Linked DNA regions of Triticum aestivum: region 1 is linked to region 2. A link is a contact called in public Hi-C data. All regions are on one chromosome and are shown on one strand. The core of a region is the stretch at or near the end of the contact, and the rest is flanking DNA. Distances in the headings are between cores, read along the strand shown.

The links. Hi-C and Micro-C count contacts between places; a contact is called where the count stands out from the background.
Region 1: a contact with region 2 is called in a Hi-C map of leaf, with 5 times the contacts expected there. The contact joins the promoter of LOC123062837 here to the promoter of LOC123062832 in region 2. A contact is called at or near these places in 2 of 5 Hi-C or Micro-C datasets (both in leaf).

The regions. Positions count from the first base shown.
Region 1 is chr3A:642,609,986-642,615,152 of IWGSC CS RefSeq v2.1, reverse strand. It overlaps LOC123062837, which reads right to left and starts at 1,970. Exons shown (of 6, transcript XM_044486511.1): 1 at 1,850-1,970; 2 at 1,536-1,759; 3 at 143-253; 4 at 1-61. The coding sequence starts at 1,943. It also overlaps the pseudogene LOC123062838.
Region 2 is chr3A:642,406,004-642,411,597 of IWGSC CS RefSeq v2.1, reverse strand. It overlaps LOC123062832 (OVARIAN TUMOR DOMAIN-containing deubiquitinating enzyme 4), which reads right to left and starts at 3,650. Exons shown (of 6, transcript XM_044486507.1): 1 at 3,329-3,650; 2 at 2,613-2,734; 3 at 2,477-2,517; 4 at 2,267-2,365; 5 at 2,013-2,177; 6 at 1,494-1,919. The coding sequence starts at 3,368. The coding sequence ends at 1,907. LOC123062831 (U-box domain-containing protein 45) reads right to left here. Exons shown (of 6, transcript XM_044486505.1): 5 at 5,497-5,594; 6 at 4,275-5,383. The coding sequence ends at 4,540.

The DNA of each region.
Region 1 (5,167 bases), core at 721-3,220, 210 kb before region 2:
CACCCTTCTCCACTGGGGGCGGTGGGACCATACACGTGATGTCTGTGTTCACTTCTCTAAGCTGAACATAAAACGAGAAGATTAATCATACGTGAAGCGAGTCTTTTTATTTTCAGTTTTGAGAATAATTTTTTTGACATACCAGCTCAAAAGAAGTTTCTGGTAAAGCCGGTGTCTTGATGCATATAAACTTTTGGATATCCTTGCTAAAAGGCAGAAGCATATCTTTCTCCAAGCTTCCTGAAGTACCAACCTGCAGATATTACATTCATGTAAAGCAAAAAACTCAAAAACATCTGGACACTAGCTAAATAGCAGCATGTATTAGCTACCACAAATTAAAGACACCAGAGCATATGATGATTGTTTCGCCAAGGTACAAGGAGTGGTAATCATAAAAGAGCACCGGATATAACCATTAGAAACATGCATAATTATGTGATGTGCAATATCTAACGGCATCCCTGCTCCTTACACAAGTTAAAGAATTTAAATATTCAACTGTAAAGTGATGCTGTTATGATCTAGGGACATCGTAAACGTATAACTTGCTAGAATACCCTTTGCTGAGGTAATGTCTGTTGGGCGTTGGCACTTGGAAGGACTTGAGACACAATTGCCAAGGGATATATCATGTTTCATATCACAAGAAACATGAGCTCAAATAATAACATCGTCTAGCCTAGCAAGTAGCAAAATTGGTGAACTACAGCACTGGATCAATGAACAACTCATTAGGTACAAGCAGACAAGTTCTCCACAGAGAACATGACATATTAAAGGTGTATGCTTGCTTTCAGCCTCACAAAAGCCCACTACTGTTGACTAAATACCAAAAATGAGATGCCTGTCAGAATTTAGAACGCTGCCATATTTTGAGCCATTGATAAGCACACATTATTACATACTGCAAACAATACGCAAAGTATGCTCTTGTTATGTTCGTGGCTATTGTCACTGAACACAATCACTTCATGAATCAGTGAAAACATAACTCTACCACCTATGGAAGAAATGCAAAACTAAATAACAAGCCCCATCCGTGGAATCAATTGCTCTTGTTATGTTCGTGGCTATTGTCGCTGAACACAATCACTTCATGAATCAGTGAAAACATAACTCTACCACCTATGGAAGAAATGCAAAACTAAATAACAAGCCCCATCCGTGGAATCAATTGCTGATTCGCTGTATAGTGGAGCCCGTCGTCTCCAACTTTTAACTGCAAGGACTACATTTCGGCCACCGGATGAATCAACCTTGAATGAGCATGTTTTGCATTCTTTAAGGAAGGAATTAAGATTATGAGTTGTGGTCTGACTTTGCATCATGATCTGGACAAGATTTAATCTAACTAGCACAATACTTAGGAGCAAATGCAGAGACGGTGTCTTCCATCTTGCTATACTTTTGTGTCTGAACCAAATTTCAATCACTTTACTACACAAGTATTATTCCAGTTATGACAAAAGGTAAACCAAAAATCTGAAGCTATGAACCACCAGAATGCACGTGGTAACAAAAGCACCGCATACCTGTCCGAGCAACTCAATCAGCAATTCCTCGCAAGAGCGTGTGGCATCAACCCTAAGCGTCCCGCCCCCCGCCACCCCCGCCGCCGCCGCCGCGGCCTCGCCCTCGCCATCGCCCTCGCCCGGGCCGGCGAGGGAGACGACCTCCTGCAGGCATCGGAGCGCAACCCGCTCCCGCGTCTCCTCCGGTGCGCCCGCGAGGGACTCCGGCAAGACGCCCACCAGCGCTGCGGAGCACCGATAACCCTAGGTGAGATCATTGAAAGCGTCGAGGTGGTCGGAATAGGCAGAGCGTCCTCTCACGGTGCTGATAATACCTTTGATGAGGGAGAAGTCGAGGGCCTCGTCGCCGGCGAGGGCGTCGGCCACCCAGTGGGCGGCGAAGCGGCAGGCGGAGAAGGGGGTCGGCATTGTGAAACACCCAGAGGAGTTTGAGGGGCAAAACTTGCAAAAAAAAAAATGCTCCACTTCTTTTATTTGGCAGATCAAACGGAGCGCGGCGTCGCGCCCGGCCGCGGCACGGACTGGGCCGTCATTTCGTTACTTTTCTCCGTACGTGGGCTGGCCCAGCAGCGTGAGATTCCCCCCAGGCCCGGCCCTGAGGGAGCGCTACAGCCCATTGGGCCTGGCCGAAACAATTCCGCACAGCGCGGGCAGACAGTTTCGCTGCCCGTCCGTAGAGCCGCCGCCGGCAGCCGAGGTTCCTCGCACAAAAATCAAGCGCTCGATTCTTTCTTCTCCTCATCACATTGACGCTCGCTTCACCCTGGTCGTCAGGCAGGCACGGGCTCGGCGGCGCCGGGCACGCTCCACCGCGACGGCGGCGGCTGATTGACCGGCACTCGCGGCAGCAGATGCACAGTGCGTGTTCCGAACTTTTCTTAATCTTTTTCTCCATTTTAGTAGTACTTCCGATCTCTCCTGGTAATTGAGAATACAGTATGATTCTTAGTTATTGATCGATTAGTTCATCCTAGGCTCTTACCAGTCGATCAAATTTAAGCAGTAGTTTCGCAAATTTAGCGATCGTTCTAATTATCCTGGTGGTAGAGTCGTACCACAATCATCCGTAGCGCCATGATCAAAACCTTGGCGGCGAATCTGGCATGCTGTTATTGGATGCAAATAAAAACCTTGCACGGAAGAAATAGGCATGCATGGCAGTGCCTTCTTATTTCTTTGTCTGGTCATTGACCAATATACAGAGAGGTTCTTTTAGAATTGAAATACTTTTCTGAGAGTACGCAAATTGCATGTAATAGTTTATATATATATATATATATATATATATATATATATATATATATAAAGAATTATAAGTATAAGGCGACTACCACTCGCTGCGAATAATAAGCATAGCACAAGCTCACATCCGGCTAGTCAAACGGCGGCCCCCCACGACAACACAAACTACAACACAAAAGAGCCTACCCAAAACCGAGAACCTCGTTGCGTCTCGATCGACATCGTTCTCCTCCGAAGAACATCAGCTCCTGTCAAGCTTCTCTTGTCGACGCACCATCCCCCTTGATGCCTAAGGAGGTGGCAAGAGATTGGCAGGACTCGATCTGACCCGAGGAAGGTACCGTCTTGGATTCACCATCCGGAGAAGAACACGATCAAGACAACGGCGAACACCGGAGGAGCACAACATAGGAACTCCATGTCTCCTAGCACGATGTTCCCAACAGAAGGACAATGTCGAAGACGCCGCCATCATACCGATCCAGCATCGAATCGAGTCTTTTGCCCAGAGACAACTGCCAACACCAAGCAAGCGAGGGAAATGGCAACACACTCAGCGACGCCTCCAGGGAGGGAAACGACACCCACGGGTGCCATCATCGCCGACCCAGCCAAAATAGAACAAGATTTTCATCCGTAGTGTCGTGCATCTCCACTCCTCCAAGGTTTCAGGCAGCACTGCCCAAGATGCCTTATCCTCCACAGCAAATTGTCATCGAAGCCGTGCAGCAATGGACCTCCCCCACCCACACTGTCGAGATACCGCGACCTAGACCACCACCGACAACTCATACGAGGAGCAACCACAACCAGCCATGTTGTGCCAGGGCCAGATCCACCGTGTCGGCCTTCACACCCACACCAGGGACTGCCACCAGTTCGGATCTGACCAGCAACACCGACCAGACCCCGACGCGAACTCTCTCGAGGCAACATCGAGACGCCCCTCACATGGAGGCAGCCGACGGCCCGCTGCCCGCCAGGATTTTTCCTGGTCGGGCCTCCTCGGCGCCGCCACCTCCACGGCGCCGCCACCTCCACGGCTAAGCTCGTGCCGCCGCCACGAGCAGTGCCAGCGCACCACCCTCCTCCATCGCCCCGCCGCGCTCCCCCCTTCGCCCCTTATCTCTTCATCATCGTCGGTTCCGTTACTTGTGGTATTCGTTTAGAATCTTGTTGACCCTACTCGCTTACTCCTGTTTTTCTTATTTCTTTTTCAACATAATTAATTAGCACTTTCTTGAAAGAATGGGGTTCTCTCTGGGGCACACGCGCTCTTCCTTTTTGAGAAAGATGGGCTTGTTTTTTGTTCAATAAGTTCTATTGCTTTGACACATTTAGTATATAACATAATATATATAAGAAAAGTATTAAAGACAGAGGGCATTCTGTTGTACAGCTACTTTGCTATAGTTACAAAGGTAACCGGTAGGTGACTGTTGAATCGCCAGGAACCACCGTCCCGTCGAGCTCCCCGCCGTGCTCCGACGGCCATCACCTCAAAACGTGCCGCTGGCCACTCCACCACCATGGCAACCTTGGAGACGCCCGCTCCACGTGAAGGGAGGCCATCGAGGGGGCTCAGCCACCACCGCCGCCTTCATCGACCGAGTGTGGCCACCGGCGGCGGCAACAGCGGGAGGGGAGGGGATCTGAGGGTCTCCTCGACCTAGGGTTTGGGAGGCCCCCGGAGCCGCACACGCATGCGACCCAGGAGGCGTGGGTGGCCAGATCCTGGCGCAGACTTTTTGACCAAAACTGGAATACTCGTGTATGTAATGTTGCACCCATTAGAGTGAGACTTTTTTTTGCGCAATTTCATTACTCTCCCATGTTCATCATGTCATTTACCCACAAATTGTCAGTTGTTTTATATCACTATCTGAGGCTATTTCTCTTGTGATTTTCTATAGTAGTTAGAGTTGTATGGTTTTGAAGAATATTTCTTTAACAAATTCAACTCATGCAAGTCTCCATGTATACTGGAGTTTGCAACTGAACCGATCTCCGGTACCAGCTTCTTCCATGTGCAATAAAGTTTCCAGCTCAACTGATTCAAGTGAGTGAATTGTAGAAACCATCGACATTAAAGGTTAGGATCGCAGAAACGACACTTCTACAATTTTATGCCAAAAAGCACTAATTCTGAAGCTATTTTTTTGCAAAAACACTAGTCCCCATTTAGGCTCTTTTGAGCGAGATTATGATAGGTGGGTCCCGCTAGACAGGGATGCCATGGCAAAAAAAATCAATTACATCCCGATACAATTTTATTTTGCAAAAGTACCTCGTCTCCCACCGGTCCGGTGGCGGACACCGGCGGCCACTCCCTCCCTGTGCGTGGCCGGCACAATTGTTGCTTGCTCCGGCGGCGGGGCACACAGGGGAGG
Region 2 (5,594 bases), core at 2,401-4,900:
CTGGATTTAGGATCTTGTGGTGGTCTTTGATCACAATGATTCTTTTCATCCAAGACAAGAAATATCTCCCACCAATTATTGGTACCCAAGGGTCCCATCTCCTTGAGCTTTTCCTCAAATTGTAAGTGTAATCCTTTGGAAATCTTAAACCCTAATGTTGCCTTTCCAAAGAGGACACCACAATACTTGTGATAAATCCCACACACAAAAAAAACAGCAAAAACATAATCATGTCAAGTCCAATATTTGCATCTTAAAAAAAATCCGTTTCAGTTCCCATTAGCCAATAAATTCTCCAACATAGTTCTACCTCCCAAAATTCATGAAAAAATGGCGAGACACCCATTTTACAGGCAGTGACCTCTAGTACAAAGATTGGGCGAAATGGCACATTGTTTCATCCTTATCCTTTCATTAAACATCTTGGATCTATATGGCCAATTGAAAGTGCATCTTATCAGGTTTTCGTGATGAATGGCAAGACAATTGATATGACTAAGAGTTCATCAAATTTATTTCAGTAAATTAGTCCCCATATGTGAGTGTGACTCCTACTTTTACATCTTCAGGTGGTTACTTGCTTCAAACTCCCAGGATGTAATTTATAGGTCTTTGGTGAATCCAAAGTTCACATCAATGTTAGTACAATTATACTATCAGAAGGGCACAAATAAAAGAACAATGGTTGAACTCCAAGATAAAATCCTCAACCAAAGTCCCTCGGAATTTTACTCCTTTTACTCCTGCCACTCAATCCTTTGTTTTTCCTAGCCTTGGTACCTTCGAGTAATTCTACCCAGTACTATTGAGGGTGTGTGCTCTGTCGAGTGAACCCTATTTTCTCCGAGTCAGAACTGCCAAGAAATTTCTCCAGTACCACCGAGCTATGTTTCCTTTGAGATCAACTCTGTTAGCTCTGGTACATCCGAGCATGACTTTTTCCCGGCACTTTCGAGCCCTTCTCAATTTGCTTCAGCCCTTTGAGTCCCATTATAGGTCCAGTACTCCCGAGCAAATCCATTCGGAACCTCCGAGCTGGGATCTAGCCTTTTCTGCACCGTTTCTCTTTGAGAACAACTCTGCCGACCCCGGTACTTCCAAGCATCTTCTATCTTCATAGAAAAGAGCCACCTTTCTGTTTGGTATCTCCAATCTTCTAATCCAGGTACTTCCAAGCATCTTCTATCTTCGTAGAAAAGAGCCTCCTTTGAACGTGCCCCATAGTTCTGGGTTTTTTTCCTCTGCTGGTTCCGGGCTAGTCTTTTACTAATCATCACTGTATTGGTTAGTACCCCCTCCGTAAAGAAATATAAGAGCATTTAGATCACTAAAGTATTGATCTAAACGTTCTTATATTTGTTTACAGAGGGAGTAATACTCGATAGGCATGTGTCAATTGGGCAAATATCAGTCTAAGGAGAGCCCTCAAATGATGATTATGCACACATTTTATTTTCTATGTAGCAATCCTAGAGGAAAATCAGTGACCAACATAACAAAATAAGATTGTATTCATACTCTGAGAAAGATTGTATTCACATTCGCCGTGAGAATTCAGTTGCTTCGAAGCAATTGTCGGCGAACCATATGTCCATCAGCAAAGCTTTCAGAGTAAAATATTCCAGAATTTACACAAAACACTCCATTTTAAGCTGGACGCAGTGTAAGTTTATGCAGTTAAATTCCCTGACTGGATCAGGAGTTACACACGCGAAGCTTATTATTTATACATCAGCCTCGAAGAAGATCGAACGATAGAGCAGCGAACCCGGGCTGAACCTCCATATGTGCTATACCGTGATCTGCCAACTCGAACGAAACCAAGTTGCAGCAGATGTCGGAATTTATGCGGCTGCCCTAGAGAAGTAGTAGAAGAAGCTTACATAGCGCACCATTCTCCGGTTAGCTACGCTCCTCTCCTGCAAATTGACAGGAGGGAACATTGGTTCCTCAACTCAAAAGAGTAGGCCAAATGTTGTCGGATTTTGCACAGTGTTGTACTAGTAACTTACAGTCTTGGTTGTGTTCTTACAAGAGATGGCTGCAGCGCGTCGTAGTGCCCATAACCGTCGTATAGAACACGGACCGGGTTGTCCTTGCCGTACTCCTGGCCATACTCTGCTATGATCCTGGGGTTATCGGTGCCCTTGGTGTACATGTGGACGGTGATGGGCATCCTGCAAGCAGTGTTGACATTCCTCGTAAGCAATTACATTTCAGAATATAAACCTACAAATTGATTACACATGTAAAGAAAGGTGCCTACCCAAGAACATGTGAGCACATGAGCAGCTCAGGTTCTCCTCCCCAGGCGTGAGGCTTCCTCATCTTCCGCACATAGCTCTCGAAATTGCCTTCGAGGAACCTATCCAAAGATTCACATCGAAAATGATCATGTTACTTTTGATTTTGCAGGAAAGAAAAGATCATGTTTAATTCACTGTTTTAAATTTTTTTGCAGGAAAGAAGACTTCACCATTCGGTATCTCCTCGTCGCTTGATGAACTCATCTGCAACCTGAAACAGGCCGACAGGTGGGTCAGCAATCTCTTTTGCTAAAATTGCAAGGAACGGAACGGAATCATCAAGTGCTGAACCGGTTGAGTGGTTACCTTTGCTCGAAGCTCGTCGGCGAGTTCCTTCTGGGCGCTGTCGCTCGGCGACTGCTTGCCTCTCCTTATGCAGGCGCCATAGGCGACGGACCGGAACAGGCACCTCCCGTCCCCTGTAATTCCTGAAAAATAGTCGAGTTTCCAATGTTCAGAAATGCGGATGGCCGACTCGATCAGTCTGAAAATCACATCAGAATCAACCGCTTGGAGAGTTTCACAGGAACAAACAGCCCCGTAAGCGTGATGCGCCGTACAAAGCACACATCCCAGGTGGGATCACTTTTTTCTTCATAAAGTACAGTTATATATTGATCTTCCTTGTTGAATTTATGTCAAAGGAGATGCATAGATATATAGATAGATAGATAGATAGATACCCAGTTATGCAAAGGCTGCTGCTTTAAAGTTTAAACTAGTCATACAGTGCATGGAGACGGCAAAATATGGAAGGCGAACAAGACCAGGGAGGCATCTTAACTAGTCGATTAGTTTAATAGCGATTCAAATCAACGCCTAAATCTGTTTTCTCCCGCTCTTTCCTCCCCTTTAGACCAGGCTCAAGATCGTACTGATCACAGATAAATCATGGCAACAAGAAGCAAAAGAAAAAACTCTGTTTCTGTCATGATCATCATCGAAACAATCCCCCTTTTCATGCACCAAGACGAGGAAGACGCAGCAAGCAAGACAGAGAAGCAGAGAAGCAGAGGACGTACGGATGGATCGCAGCGGCGGCGGGAGCTCCCGGTCCGACATCCGCCCTGCCGGCGGCGGCGACGGCGGCGGCGATGGGCCGGCCCTCTTCCTCCCCTTGCTCCTCTTCCACGGCAGGGAGGGGAAGCAAGCGGGCGGAAGGAATAACAAGCAAAGCAGGAAGGGAGAGCGAGACGGAGGCAGGAATGTTGCTACAGAAAGTGGCGGGTTGAGGGGGGGACGGGCGTGGAATCGGATTCGCTTTTCAGGCCGCCGGGGCTGGCCGGGTGGAGGCCCTCGCCGCCGCCGCGTCCCATCGAACCGACCGACGGCCGACGCCCCCCTCCCTCCCTCCCTCCCTCCCTCCCTCCGCGGCTGGCTTGGCTTCCCGCCACAAATAACCGGGGGCTCCTAATTAAATCAGATCCCCTCCGGAGCCAGCGGCGCCTTTCGGTGCTCCGCTCCGCTCCTCGAGAGCCGCTCGACCAGGTGAGGTGAAACCCGACGGATGATGCCAAAATTCGCGCGCCTGCCGCGCAATCATCCCGTGCGGAGAACGGGACAGCACGTGAGTGAAAATGAACCTCGCCCTTCCTCCGTGCTGTCGGACGCAAGCCGTGGTGGCCGGTCCTTTTTCCCTCTCACAGTCTCATGCATCCATTCATGTTGGCCCTTGCCATGTCAGTGTCGTTATCTTGGCGAGGCCTCTGCGTCCTTCCACGCAGAGGCAGCAGCCGATGATAATCAGTGACAGGACAAAAAGGAACCCACCCCACCTGGATGAGCAAGCAGCGGGATTACCGTGAGCAAGTAAATAAATCTCCTTGATGAGGAGTCGAGCCTCCCTGAAGAACGAAATTAGCTTCACAGGACCATGGAGCCCACATGTCAGTGAGCAGAGGACCGTCGTGTTGACAAAAGAGAACAAACGGTTGCTTGACTGAAAAGGAAGGGAAGAGAGGCATCATCTCGTAACAAGGCAGGCTATATATACATTGTACAGTGTCATGAGAAGGCGGCAAAGAGGGGGAAAATGCCCTACATCACCCCACCGAGCAGGGGGGGAAGAAGCAGTAGTCTCTTTCAACTTACTTAACCCAAACCCAAAGGAAGGAAGAAGCAGCCACGGCGCCAAAGCGGAAGACGACCCAAGGAAAAAAGGAACAAGAAAGAGGAGATGTACAGATCCTACTGATGATGATGAACCAGGCCCCAAAACCCTGCCTGCTAGAGGCTAGCACTGGTAGAGGGAGAAGCCCCGGTTCTTCCACAGCGAGCTCAGCGTCCGCCCCAGCTTCCTCGACTTGGACTTGCACAGCGGCTTCGACTCCCGGTGGCACACCATCACCCCGCCGCCGTTCCCGCCCTCCGGCGCGGCCTGCTGCGGCGGTGCCTGCTGCTGCGACGCGGCTTGCTGCCCCCCGCCGTCCCGTTGCCGCTGCTCCCGGAACAGCTTCAGCAGCTTCTGGGCCTTCTCCCGGCCCCGCCCCGTGCCGGTCGCCGAGATGGAGACCAGCGACGGCACCACGCCCTCCTGCAGCACCGGCGCGATGCACTTGTCGTCCGCCGCGCACATCGCCAGGAGGCACGACACCGCCTGCTCCTGCTCCGTCGGCTCCCCCGTGTCCAGCAGCATCGCCAGCGTGCTCACCAGCCCCGGGGTGGACATGATCTCCTTCCTGCCGGCCTGGGTCGCCGCCAGGCTGATGGCCACCGCCAGGGCCTTCTCCGTCCACCCGATGCCCTCGGACACCGAAGAGTCCGTCAGGAGCGTGTGGAGCGCGTCCACGATGCCGGCCGACAGGAGCGACGGGATGCTGGCCTGGTAGGTGGAGAGGTTGTACAGCGTGTAGAGAGCATCATGCTTGCAGGAGCTGGCTTTCGGGTCGCAGGCGTCGTGGTTGTACAGACGGTCCACTAGGAATGGCACAGCCTGGGTGGAAGCGATGACGCTCTTCGCGTCGGTGAGGCAGGAAAGGTTAAGGTAGAGCGCCGTGGCTGCAGCAGCTAGGCGTGGATTCGATGTCATCTGCTCAAGTAGTTCGACTATCCCAGCAGACAACAGAAGTCCCTTGTTTCTGAAATAAACAAGCATAGGGTTTGTAAGCAAAAACTGGAAATTCAGAAGTTCAAGGTCAACTAACTAGCTGCAAATGACAAGCACCATTTAACTGAAAAATACATGGCATACCTATTATTATTGACTGCAAGGTTAAAAAGAGCCATGGCACCAACTTCTTGTGCCTTCTCATTTCCTTCTTCCACAGAATACCTTAAGAACTGAACTAG